Linked DNA regions of Mus musculus: all the other regions are linked to region 2. Evidence: chromatin contacts called from public HiCAR-type and promoter capture Hi-C data. All regions are on one chromosome and are shown on one strand. The core of a region is the stretch at or near the end of the contact, and the rest is flanking DNA. Distances in the headings are between cores, read along the strand shown. Region 1 holds the start of Gpm6b (glycoprotein m6b). Region 2 holds the start of Fancb (Fanconi anemia, complementation group B). Region 3 holds the start of Tceanc (transcription elongation factor A (SII) N-terminal and central domain containing). Region 4 has its middle 73 kb from the start of Gemin8.

Region 1 (3,110 bases), core at 156-2,655, 1.4 Mb before region 2:
GTTTTTATTTTTTTAAACGGAGCCAGTGTAGTTATAAAGCATGTTGGTGCATTTTATGATGGTTTCTATCTTGGAGTGAAGAGATCAATTATAGCGCATCTAGATGCCGTTAACCTAGCACTGGCTGCGCTGTTTCTATGGGGCATCAAACTTGACCTTAGAGGCATAGCGTCTCTTTTCTGCCATTTTCTTGGTGCAATAATGATAATTTCTCCAAAATCTAAATATCAAAATTGTGACATGCTCTGAGACTTCCTTTAAGGATGGAGCCCTTAGACAGTTTTCCTGTCCCCAAATCCTTTAAGTCTCAATTAGCAAAAGATCTCTTCCCTTCTGTCAATGCTGGTAGACAAAACTTTAAGCTTCCGTTACTAACGATTATTACATGTCATAGTCTGATACATGGAAAGAGCAATCATGTTAGAATAAAAATAATAGAGCATGTCTAAATCACTCCAGTATTACTGGGATCAAAGCATATTTAGCATGCATGTCCCTCTAGTTCTTCTTTAGCGTTAGTACAGAATAGTGCATCCCCTAATCCCTGAACCTAGCATGCAGAGCAGAGGACTTAAGTTATGATTAATTATTTTAGTTAAAAAAAAAGGAGAGACGGTTTTCCTCATCCAGAAGCTCAAGGTGACAAACTACAAACATCCTTCTATGAAATACGGTATTACATAGAAATACTTGCAACAGAAATAGAAGAGAGGCTACACTATTAATAATTTAATATTAGCCCCCAGGATAAAGAAAAAACCCACCCAAAACAAGACCATACCACCCGAGATTGTTTTAGAACCGTTTTTGGCTAACCCCTTTCAAGAACCCTCAGTCAAAAGCTTTAAAACAGGCTATTGTCAGAGCGCTGGGTACCTTTTCTCTCTTGGCTTTGTTCAGTATTTTCCTCGGCTGCAGTTTCCATGGCTGGCTTCATACCATCCACCAAAAATGCTTTTTCCCTGCTTCCCCACAACACACAATTTCCCCCCTCCTCTTCCTTTTCTTTTGGACTCCCCTCTGTCTCTCTTCTTTACACCCGCCTGATTGAGAGGCTCTGTTCTTCACTACAGTAGATTACAGTGCCTTCCAAGATGCAAAAGTCTTGTCAGCGTCAATTTCGCTCTGCCTACTGGTCCATAAAGACAGCTGCCAAGGAGCAGGCGACCATACGTCACCGAGGATCCCAGTTATAAAACAGCCACTCTGTGCCCCCACTCCCAGTGCACCCCGGGAAGCTCCTGCTCTCCCACCAAGCTCCTTTTCCTCCCTGCTGTCTTCTCTCTCTCTCTCTCTCTCTCTCTCTCTCTCTCTCTCTCTCTCTCTCCACCAAGCTCCTTTTTCTCCCTGCTGTCTTCTCTCTCTCTCTCTCTCTCTCTCTCTCTCTCTCTCTCTCTCTCTCTCCTTCTCACCTCCCTCTCTCCCTCCCTCCTCTCTCTCCCTCTGTCTCTCCCTCCCCTCCCTTTTTTCTTCTTGCCAACTGCAACCCAATGAATACTAATTAATTCTCCCAGGAAATAATAGACTTGTGACATCAGAGGAAGGGATGTGGAGGAGAAAGAAAGGAGCCCCCTCCCACCACGTGACTTGGTCAGACCACACTATATGTTATCTCTCAGGAGAAAGCCCGTTTCCCTTTGCTTTCCCTTTCTGGGCCATCGATTTTGTTTATTCTATTTATCCCTAAGCCCTGGAAAAGTATCTTCAAAAGATATACCCTTGCTCTATTTAAAACAAAAAAAAACAAAACCCAAAAAACTTCTGTTTCACAAATCTCTAGACAAGCTGACTTAAAAAAATACTAACGACAAAAGAATAAAGGTACTCAAGAGGGAAGAAACTTCAAATAGATTTCACAATGGTGACAGCAATTCAGCATTAGATTCTACTTTTTGTATTAAAATATGAGAAATTTTAGCTCAAACACAATTTCCAAAAGGGGCTAATGCTTATTCAACAATCAGTATATCGAAAGTATATCTATCTGATATTTTGGTGGTTTCTAATATGAAAATCAAGTTTTTTGATAGGATATGATTACATTTGCATACAGTATTATTTGTTAGATGTCCTCAGTCAAAATCCCAAGTGGGTACTTTTTAACGGCACTCTAACCATCTGGCTTTAAGACTATTGTGCCAACAGGGACTCCGATGATTCTGATGGCTGTTTTCACAAACCCCTTTGTACAATTGAGATCAACGTTCTTAACTCACATTAAGCATTTAAATCTTTACTTTGATTATGAGCCGAAATTTTCAAGTATCACCAATTTCATAGACATTTAATAATTGCATCTAGCTCACTCACCTTCATTGACCTTATTGAAAAAATTCTATAGACTGAAGTCACATACAAAGATAACTATCGATAACCACAGGATAAAGGATTTCAGGAGCTGCCATAGCTACGTGGCACCCATACTGGGAGTAAACATTAAAGAAATGTTGGGGGGGCAGTGAAATGGTTCAGCAGGTAAAATTGTCTGCTGCCAAGTCTAGCCACTAGAGAGTTCCATTCCTGGGATCCACATGGTAGAAAGAGACAATAGATTGCTGCAAGCTGTCCTCTGACCACACACACATACACACACATCACACACAGAGATACACAGAGACACACACAGACACACACACCAACACATACACACACACACACACACGCATTTTTAAAAAGACAAGTTGGCAACCACCTCTCCTAAAAACATTCTCCAAAGTTTTATGGGGTTTTTACACAATACCTCAAAACAATGTGGGAAGATCCCAAATCAAAATCCTTTACCAGCCTGATCTTTTAATGCTTTGGTTTTAGATAATCTCTCACGCCCACTTATATTCAACATTTCTGCTGTGTTAAACAAGAAAACACCTTGAAAACCTGTTTGGCCTGCTTCGACACTTTCTTTTAATTTTCCATCTCACTTTCCACTTTACCCATTGTCCCTGAAGACCACGCCCACAGCCAGTTCTCCCCCACCCCCCCGGAAATATGGCTTCAGCCTATTTTATTGTCTCTTGGTGAAGGGATTGGGAGGGCACCACCTAAAACTTCAGCCTCTAGAAAAAAGTGTGTGTGTGTGTGTGTGTGTGTGTGTGTGTGTGTGTGTGTGT
Region 2 (3,282 bases), core at 550-3,049:
TACAGAACAAAACAAATGTTGTTAGAAACTTATTTATCACAAGCTAGCTAATAGATCTTAGATGTTCTCTTTAAAGTACCTTCTGTCAGAGAACTGGGGAAAAGTGCTTAGCTGTGAATGCCTGAACAAGTGGGAGGAGCAGAGTTCACTAGGGAAAAAAACAAACAAACAAACAAACAAACAAACGAAAAAAGAAAACAACCCTGATACAGTGATGTGCCCTGCAATCAGTGCATTCCTTTCTTGAGATGGGAGACCCTCCTGAAAGCCCACAGGAATTATAAAGCTGCAATATGCAAAGCAGCAGCAGAAACTAGAAAGACTGCCTCAGCAGAGTAGAAGGTAAGAACAACTCCAGAAAACTATCCTGTGACATTCATCTGTGTACCACGCCCGCGAGAGCACGCACACACACACTCGAGCACCCCCCACACACACACATGGGTATAATGAACAAGTAATTTATGAAACAGATGACTACAGATTTTAACCCAGCAATGAACTGAACTGTGTTTCTTTGGCAACTGCATTTCCAACCTGACCCCATATGAAACAATACTACAACCGGGAAATATATACTGCACTCCTATTTGCAACATAAAAATTAAGAACTTGAATGATTACCATTAAGAAAATAAACAGATGGAATATCACACTACAGTTAAAAGGAATGTAATCCTTACCATGATGGTTGACTTTTAGTAAAGAATATGGGTATCAAAGTAGGGAAGTGGGAGTCTAGGGGAGCTCGGAGTTACTCAAATATTTTTATGAAAGTTTTCAAACAAACTTTAAACAATGTGTTCAAATTTTCCCATAAAAACAAATATTGAAAACGCTTTGGGAAAAGATGTTAACTGCCTTTTTAAGGTCAACCAGCTACAGACTAGGTAAAACGTGGGTTGTCCTTTTTGGCAGAGGGGCAGGGCTGCTGAGGCTGGAACTTGAGGTCTCCAGCATGTGCTGGACCTGTGATCGACATCCCCAGTGCCTGGGAAAACGTTTTCTCTAATTGCCAGTACAAGTAGTCTTCAGTGTTGGTCAGTTTTTAAGAAAGGCAGCATTGTTATGTTCAACTAAGCCACCAAAGCTAATAGTTTGTTGTAGTACTTTATAAATCTAAGCTTTCACCAGTCTCGGCAATGTTTGCATTTCACCCTGGATAAGTATTGCGACCTGTCCTGCAAGCTTGGCAGCATCGTTGGCTTCTCCCCATTAGAAATCAGCTACACTCCCATTCTAGAGCGGTGACACCCACAAATGTCACTTACATGGCAGGAACAAGAGTCTACCCCCACCTCGTTAAGAACAAGTAACTCAAAATAACATCTTTCCTTTTAACTTTCTATAACCACTTAACTCAGAGTTCAAAGACGGTTGCCTTGTGAGCGTCTCCCAGTCCACAACTGTGGTGGTTATACCTGTAACCAGGATCAGAGAGACTGACACAGAAAACTCATGTCTGAGAAGGGAGGCCAACCTAGGCTACAGACCAAGTTGCCAGCACTATAAAGCCAGACACCACAGCCAAAAGAAAAGAACCTTAACAGAAATAATCGCCGAATATAGCGAATACTCACAATGCAAGTTATCTGCGAGCGGTCAGGAGAAAACCAAACCAAACCAAAACCAGTTCTCCAAGGCTGCCAAATTGCCACGTTCCAGTTGCACCAAAGGACTCCAAACCTCCCGCCCGCGCATTGCACGCTGGGACAACCGGCCCAATAGTTGCCTGAACAACTCAGGCGGCAAAGCCTGCAGGAGGTGGTAGCCAGAGGGGACCTGGGAGGGGCGGAGCCTCCGAGGGCTGGAAGCAAATGGCCAGCTGAGCTGTAGGGGCTGAGCTTCAGGGAAAAGCATCAGAGTGCTCCAGGCTACTTGGGGCGGGACACCGGTGCCAGGAGGTCGTCGGAAGGCGGGGTTTCTCCTTTAGAGAAGCAAGTGGGAGCCCAGCAGAGCACTTATTCCCGCCTCTACCCCGGACAACACTATGGGATTGGACAGTGTGGAGGCACTTCCTTCTACGTTCCGGTGTCACGCGACCCCCTCCCCCCCTCCCTCCCTTCTTGATCTACCTTTGGGCTGGGCTGGCTGGTGATGAGACACTTGGCTGCAGGCTGTGGAAGGAGCGACGGGTACAACCACAATAGGTTCCGCGACTGTGACCATGGCCGAGGTGAGCAGCACCTCATCGCTGCCTGGGCCGTGAGCCTGGAAGACAGCTTCCAGGCCCAGGGCCCGTGCGCTCCGGTGCAGGTGAGCTGTGTTGGGAGTGATCTGGGTAAGGACCGAGAGCATCTTAAGGTTTTGTTGTGTCTCCTATCCAGAATAACGCTCAGAATAAAGCCAAGCTAATCTCAGAGACCCGGCGGAGATTCGAAGCTGAGTATGTGACAGGTAAGCATGCTTTCTGTGACTTAAAGTGGGGTGTGCAGTGAGCATATCCAACTTTTACTGGTGTGTTTGTGGGTGTTTTGACGGGAGATGTTAAGAGACCTTTCCAACCTTCACTGGAAAGATGCTGTACATGTTTCAAAGGTTTTGCCATACTGTGTGCGCTGCTTTACTTGGGCAGATGGTGGGCTTCCTTTAAACGGTTAGTGAAAGTTAGAAATCAAAATGCCTAGCATCTCCTTATATCCATGGGCCTCACAGGCTATGAACATATTGGCCAATGACATAGGTGACACTGTTCAGTTCATGGCTCCTTCGCTGGCCTTTCACCAGAAAACGAACCTGGAAACTGCCATTGTACTGTTGCCATATAGTTTGTACATAATTTGGTAATCCAGTTCCTTTTATTTTGCTTAATTCCGCTTCTTAAAACCAAAAGTGCTACGCACAAGTTCTCGCTCCACACTGTACTTAAAAGTTTCTGTAAGTGCAGAACTGGTTTATTGGTTGAATAATCTGGTCACTGTCATAGAATCTTGTCAAGTACTTAATCTGCTGACTTAGTGCTTGTACATTGTTTTTAAACATTTGGAATAAGTTGCCTTGATTGATACTAATGTAGCCCCCTTCCACAAAATAGCTTACTTCCATGTTCCGAGTTCCTGTTTCCATATCTATGAAATGCAAGTAAGGTTAAGAATTAAGTGAAGAAACGTGTATCAGACCATCAAGTGTGGAACTAAATCCAGTAGGTGGTCAATTTAGATTTTGCCTCAGTCATTGGTTACCATGGAAAGAACTAAACTGTTGTATTTTGATTGTAGTGCTTGGCAGAAGAGTCATACACCTTTATACTGTTCTGTGCTATATATCAGTTCATGACCTAGA
Region 3 (3,105 bases), core at 112-2,611, 1.5 Mb before region 2:
AATTATTTCCGAGAACTTCAACACCAAATGGTGTTACTTTCAGAGTGATAAACCATAGCAAAAAACAAAAAAAAAAAAAAACAAAAAAAAACCAAAAACTTCTAGACTGGGCCTAGTGATACACACCCATAGTATCAGCACTTGGAGAGCAAGAAGATTATCCTAGTTTGAGGACAGCCTGGACTACATAGTTGTAGACCAGGCTAGACTACAGTGTGAGAATCTTGTGTTTAAACCAAACCAAACCCAAACCAAGATTGCTTTGTAATCATACCCTAATACTAACCGTTCAAAACAGAAAAATAATCAGGCATCCCTTATCCTGATCAGTGTGAGTTCCTTGTCCTCCCTCTGCTGAGGTAAAATCTCTTACATTCATGACCAGATCACCCTGCTGTATCCCTGCTATGAACAGATCCAGTACACAACACTGAGGGGTTGCTTCCTTAAATCTTTTCCTGAATTGTTTTGGCATTGGAGGTCAAAGGAGTCTGCCACATTTTCTAGTTCAATTATCACTGTGGTTTTAATCCTTGAAGGCAGACCATGTTCACACATACACTCAGGTTTCTTGTAACTAATTACTGAATGGTTACTACTTCCTTTCATTCTTGTGATGCATGTTATATGCTTGTTGGACTAATTACTGTTAGGCATGACAGTAATTATGGCTTGCCTTTTTGCTGCCTGGTTTGTTAGTTGAGAGAGTCTTACTATGTAACCCTAGCTGGTCAGAAACTTATGGACCTTCTCCCATCTCTGCCTCTGGAGCGCTAGTATTATATGCCACCAGGTTTAGCCATTTTTATATTGATTTAAAAAAAAAAACCCAACCATTTATTATTACAGACCATCACTGTTAGCCATTTATATTTTATTTGATTGTTCTTATGGAGGGTTTTACATTTGTTTATTTTTATTTATTTAGGAAGGCGAGTACCGGGTCCAGCCTGTTTAGTTTTGCCCCAGGCTGTCCTCGAACTCGGGATCCTCCGGTCTCTGTACTTTAGTCTTCAGCCTTTGCCTACTGGGGTCCATCACCACAGCCAGCCTGTTTTTATTTTTGTCCCATCTGTTTTACTGGTTTGACGGAAACTAAAAAGAGTAAGCGCATCAACAAACGTTGCCACTGAAACGCAGCAGCCGGGTTAGTTTCACTTCGGGCCTTAGCTCCTCTCTCAAGGGACCACTCTGCGAGGCCCGCGGCCGCTCTGCGCAGGCGCCAAGTCCAAAGCACCTTAGCGTCCAATCCCACGCCCACGTTGGCTCGCCGGAACCTTAGGACTGGTGCAGGCTCTGTCGTCCGGCCCCAAGAAACGGAAGTTCCCTCCAGGAGGAGGCGGCACCGCCCACTGGAGGGCGGCGCCTGCGCTTCTGGGCGGGCGGTGCTGCGGCCGCTAGGGCAGTGACCGAGCATCTCCGATGGCGGCGTTCCGCCATTTCCGTTACCTCGGCCCCCGCGGAAGGGCTAACTCCCGGGTCCAGTGGAAGGCAATCCCGGCTCGCAGGGGCGCTCTGGTGCTCCCCGTGCCCAGGCTGCTCGAAGGTTGATTTCCTCCTCCCTTTAGGTGCTGTCATTGGAGCGGGCCGGAAGGCGCGCCGCCATGGCTGTACGGCCTCAGGGCCGTCCCCCGGGGTGGATTTCTGCAGGCTTTGTTTAGTAGTCAACCCCACCCACAGGAATCTCTCTGGGCGGGCCGGTTCCTCTCCCTGTCCCTTCCCCCGGGATCCTAACGTGGCTGCCTAAAAACAACGCCCCGCCAGCGTCTCGTGTCCTAGCCCCCCAGCCCCCCATGGCCCGTCCATTCCCTTCTGAGCCAGGGCCTTGAAGCTTGACCGATAAGTTTAGCCTGGAGCTAGAAAATTTCTCTTTTTTTCCCCTCCTGGATGTTGAGAGAGATTTAAAGACTGCTGGTCTGTTCCCTAAGCCTCTGGAAAATTTCACAGTAACTTTCCTGTGCTTTTTCTTCACGTTTGGACGATTTTAGTGCAGATGTGTGTATGCCCTTCCTATAATTGCATATTCCCAGGCGTCTGCATGCATTCAGGCAACACATGGTAGGGCCGACTCTTGCTGTCACTATAAAAGGTTTTGTATGTGCACACACATTGTACACACACACACATATACATACTCATACACACACTGGTAAATGGTAAAATGTACACTCATATATGAACTACAACTGCCATGAAATGTGTCTGATCTGGATTGGAGTGTGTTCGAGTGTAAAGCACAGCAGACTTTTGTTTTTGAGAATTAACACAAAAAGGAATTAAAATACCCTTTTATCAGATTTTGAAAGGACAGTATTGGGGCGAAGCTTAGGTGTAGCTCAGTAGTAGAGCACATACTTTAATCTGCCTAAGGCCCTGGGTATGAACTCTGCCACTGCATTTTAAAGGAAAAATATTTTAGCTAAGTAAAACTAGAATTAATTCCAACAAATTTTAACATACTATCACACATTTAAAAAATATCTTTGTGGCTTGAAATCTTTATATGAGATAGCATTGCTCTACAAAGGGTGCTTTCAAACAGTACCCTGTGGCCAAACACAGACTGCCCACATTCTCTTTTGAAATACAGTCTCTTGTAGCCCTGGCTGGCCTCTTTCTGACCACACTGGCTTTATGAGGTGTGCATAGAGGGGGGTGGGCTTGAGGAGGGTGCAAACTCAGTGCCCTGTGCATGTTAGGTAAGTGCTCCACGAACTGAGCCTCATCTTCAGACCCCCTCCCTCAACACACACACTTTAAAAAATAATTTGTGCTAATCAACTTAGATGTCTTCCTTAATTACTGTCCTCCCCCCTCCCTTTTTTGAGACAGGGTCTGACACTGAACCTGAAGCTCACCAGTTCAGCTAGACTGCCTGGCCAGTGAACTCCAAAGACTGACCTGTCTCTCCCTTCCCGTTGCTGGAATTACAGGTGTGCACCATAAGCCTGGCTTTTTATGTAGATGCTGGGGATCAAGACTCAGGTCCTCATTGCACAGCAAGCAGTTTACCACCTGAGCCATCTTCCCAGTTCCAGCCTGCCTTATTAGGTTTAATTGTATATAGATGTGTGGGTATATGCATGTGAGTGCCAGTCCTACAGG
Region 4 (3,042 bases), core at 243-2,742, 1.3 Mb before region 2:
CCTTCAATTCATTGCCTTGTATGATGATCAATATTATCAACTTGACAAGATCTTGATTCACCTGGGAGGCAAGCCCCTCAGGCTCCCAGGTACTCCTGTGAGGGATTAATTAGCTGGTGTAGGTTAGCCTCTGTGTGTGTCTATGAAGGAATAGCTTGATGAAGTTAATTGAGGTTGGAAGACCCGCCTTACTTGTGAGTGCATCATTCCTTAAGGAAAGTGAGCTGAGTGTCTGCAGGCATCATTCTGCCTCTTGTGGCTGGAATGATCAGCAACCTCAGGCTCCTGCTGCATGGGTTCCTTGTCATACGGATTGTACCTTCAAACTGTGAGCCAAATAAACCCTCTCATCCTCAAGTTGCTATTGTCAGGGCATTTTATCATAGCAACATGAGAATGCAACTAAAACACCTTGCATTCATTATTCTTTTTCTAAACCATACTTAGTGCTGCCCATGAAACTGGGGTTCTTCTCCAGAGTATAGCTATTACTTCTCTTATCCATTTGTGTGCTTAAGAAGAGTCCATTGTCTTTGTCCCAAAAGGTATTCATAATAGTTGTATTTGTTATCATAATTATGCAAATGAATTCAACATTGCATAAACTAGTGAAATTTGAGCCCCCAAAAGGAAGTTTTCTTTCTTTTCAAACCAGGTCCATTGCTTTGCAAAGTCTTACCCAAAATGAGTCACTTGGAAAATAGTTGCCAAAGTAATTAATGACAATAAACTATTAAAGTTTTGTGGAGTGGGTGATATGAAAGGATTCTGCACAGACCAGTGTCGAGTGCTTTCATGTCTCATTTTACTTTAAAAGTATCTCAAGCTGGTCCTTACAGCCAGTGATTGGCTATGATTCATGTATGGAAAACTTCAAGGAACCCCAAGTCCAATTGGGATTTCTTGGTCAAAGAAAGGCCTTGATTATCCAACAAAAACTTAGCAGATTAATGTTTAAAGATAGTGAATACATTTAGGACACAGAAATACTACTTCATAGGATTTGCCACTTTGGCATTTTCAATAAAGCATCCAGCGACTTGATCCCGGATGTCACTGTCCTCTAAAATGCTCTGGGGAAGCCAAGTGGTTTGGCCAACAGCTACTGCTAGAGCAAAAATATAGTAAAGAATCAATTACTTCTTGTTTGTCACAAACAGTCCTGGGTAGACGTGGTTTGAGGTTTACTCAGAATTTCAGCCTGTTTTGAAAAGAGCCTCTCTGAGGCCCCGGGTGGGCTCCTCACTAGACATTAAGTCTCAGAAGGAGGCTGCCTAGCACATGCTGGGACCATTTCCTGCCCAGTTATGCATCAGGACACCACTCTTTTGTCTCCACTTGCATCTGAATTCCTAAGCAAACTCCCAGAACAAAATGTTGTATGGAGGAGTCTTTGGGGCACTGCTTCCTTTTGGGGTCACAGCCTGGGTATAGGGGGTCAGGAAGAGCTCTGTAAAGACAAGAGAAGAGACACCAAGCTGGAAGTGTTAAAAGAGGCATCCTTAAGGCTCCCCCCACTAGTTGCCTTGGAGAACAGCCACCGTCCTGTAGGCGGGCACAAGGAAGGTGCCAGCATTTTACCCAACTACAAATGAGGTCTGGCTGCTGCCTTGACAAAACCAAATAGTGTTTAAACAATTAGGGAGCTGTTTGCTCCTGTTTTTCAAGCATAACACTACTTTCTCATCCTTGTCCCTGAAATTACATACTTGTAGATCTGTATGGATTTAAGGAAGTGATTTTATAGATTTTTTTTCTCCTAGTAAACTGAGGTTAAAGAGGCAAGAATGGCATTACAGTGATCATACAGTCAGTATTGAGGGTAAGCTGAGGCATGGACCAGGTCCCTGACTTTCCCAGGCTTTTTCTTTATTTTCTGGCTTTGGATAACCAAAGCCAGAAGCAGCAGTGCTGGCATGACTTTTAAAAATGCCACCAAGGCTGTGCCCAGGCTGGTTGAGTCAAGGCTCTTGCCTTTCATCAAGATCTCCAGATGATTTGTGACACATCATTATTAAATTTTAAAAAATGCATGTGTGTATGTGCATGTGCGCATGTGCCATGGTATGCATATGAAAGCTAGAGGGTTGTCTTCTTCCATCTTGTTGAGGCAAGCAAGGTCTTTACTGTTGTTTCTGCCTTGCTGTCTAGTTGGCTCATGAGCTTCAAGATAATTCTCCTCTCTCTACATCCCATCTCAAAGAAGTAGTTCTGGGGTGACCGATGGATGTCACCAAATCTAGTTTTTTGTTTTGTTTTGAATGTGGGGTCCAAGGATTAAATTTAGATCATCAGGCATGTATGGCAAGCTCTTTTACCAGGCAGCTGAGCCATCTCAGTGGCCTTGGCTTTTCTTGTAAATTGTATATGTGTATATGCACATGTGCTTGCCACAGTATGTTTGTACAAGGTCAGAGGACAGTTTTGGGAGTCAGTTCTCTCCTTCCACTTATCCAACAAGCACTTTTACAAGCTGAGTCATTTCACTGACCCTTTTGGTTTTTCTTTTTCTTTGCTTTCTTCCCCCCCCCCCCCTTTTTTGAGACAGGTCTGATGTAGCCCAGGCTGGCCTCAAAGTAGGTATATAGCCAAAGATGTCTGTGAATCCCAAATCCTCCAGTCTCTACCTCCTAAGTGGTAAGATTACAGGTGTGAGCTACCACATGTAACTGAAATGAATATTTTTCAAGCAATACTGGAATGATCTCGTTTCATAATCAAAAAAAGTTCTTGTCAACTTGGTGTAGTATTCTTTGGCCCCAACTACTCAGAAGTGGAGGCAGGAGGATCAGTTGAGCCCATGAGTTTGAAAACAGCCTAGGCCACATAGTAAGTGCCTATCTTAAACTGAAACATACTCCCTTACTGTAAAATTAGTTAAATAGTTATTTCTACCCATGTTTTATGACACTGGATTTCTTCACATACACAGCTAATAAAATGTCAGCATTTTTCTCTGGATACATGAGCCATATTCCACAAAGGTCTTCTGAGAATTTATTGTATTGAGTCTGTTTAATTACTATGTCTTCAAGCCTATGA

What was found. Promoter capture Hi-C pulls out the DNA fragments that hold promoters and counts their contacts. HiCAR-type assays count read pairs that join an accessible place to other places. Capture Hi-C pulls out chosen DNA fragments and counts their contacts.
Region 1: a HiCAR-type map of astrocytes shows a contact between it and region 2, with 4 times the contacts expected there. The contact joins the promoter of Gpm6b here to the promoter of Fancb in region 2. A contact is called at or near these places in 3 of 39 promoter capture datasets (the C10 cell line, HPC-7-derived erythroid cells and cranial neural crest) and 1 of 115 datasets of contacts at active chromatin or transcription factors (astrocytes).
Region 3: a promoter capture Hi-C map of adipose tissue shows a contact between it and region 2, with 3 times the contacts expected there. The contact joins the promoter of Tceanc here to the promoter of Fancb in region 2. A contact is called at or near these places in 4 of 39 promoter capture datasets (cranial neural crest, erythroid cells, hippocampal neurons and 1 more), 1 of 484 Hi-C or Micro-C datasets (muscle stem cells), 1 of 115 datasets of contacts at active chromatin or transcription factors (astrocytes) and 1 of 9 other capture datasets (adipose tissue).
Region 4: a contact with region 2 is called in a promoter capture Hi-C map of stem cell-derived epiblast-like cells, with 4 times the contacts expected there. The contact joins the enhancer-like site here to the promoter of Fancb in region 2. A contact is called at or near these places in 3 of 39 promoter capture datasets (the 3T3-L1 cell line, hippocampal neurons and stem cell-derived epiblast-like cells) and 1 of 115 datasets of contacts at active chromatin or transcription factors (astrocytes).

What each region holds. Positions count from the first base shown.
Region 1 is chrX:166,342,848-166,345,957 of GRCm38.p6, reverse strand. It overlaps Gpm6b (glycoprotein m6b), which reads right to left and starts at 1,405. Exons shown (of 8, transcript NM_001177955.1): 1 at 877-1,405. The coding sequence starts at 937.
Region 2 is chrX:164,979,109-164,982,390 of GRCm38.p6, reverse strand. Fancb (Fanconi anemia, complementation group B) reads right to left here and starts at 1,799. Exons shown (of 9, transcript NM_001146081.1): 1 at 1,581-1,799. It overlaps Mospd2 (motile sperm domain containing 2), which reads left to right and starts at 2,016. Exons shown (of 15, transcript NM_029730.4): 1 at 2,016-2,176; 2 at 2,328-2,397. The coding sequence starts at 2,168.
Region 3 is chrX:166,508,734-166,511,838 of GRCm38.p6, reverse strand. Tceanc (transcription elongation factor A (SII) N-terminal and central domain containing) reads left to right here and starts at 1,361. Exons shown (of 5, transcript NM_001007577.2): 1 at 1,361-1,546; 2 at 2,833-2,933.
Region 4 is chrX:166,241,976-166,245,017 of GRCm38.p6, reverse strand. It overlaps a transcript of Gpm6b not described here. Among named protein-coding and RNA genes, the nearest start is that of Gemin8, 73 kb to the right of the region's middle. Within about 2 kb of position 1,492, at least 6 of the 459 cell types and tissues checked have an H3K27ac peak or open chromatin away from gene starts, as enhancers often do. A contact at or near this core is called in astrocytes and stem cell-derived epiblast-like cells, where this site is marked.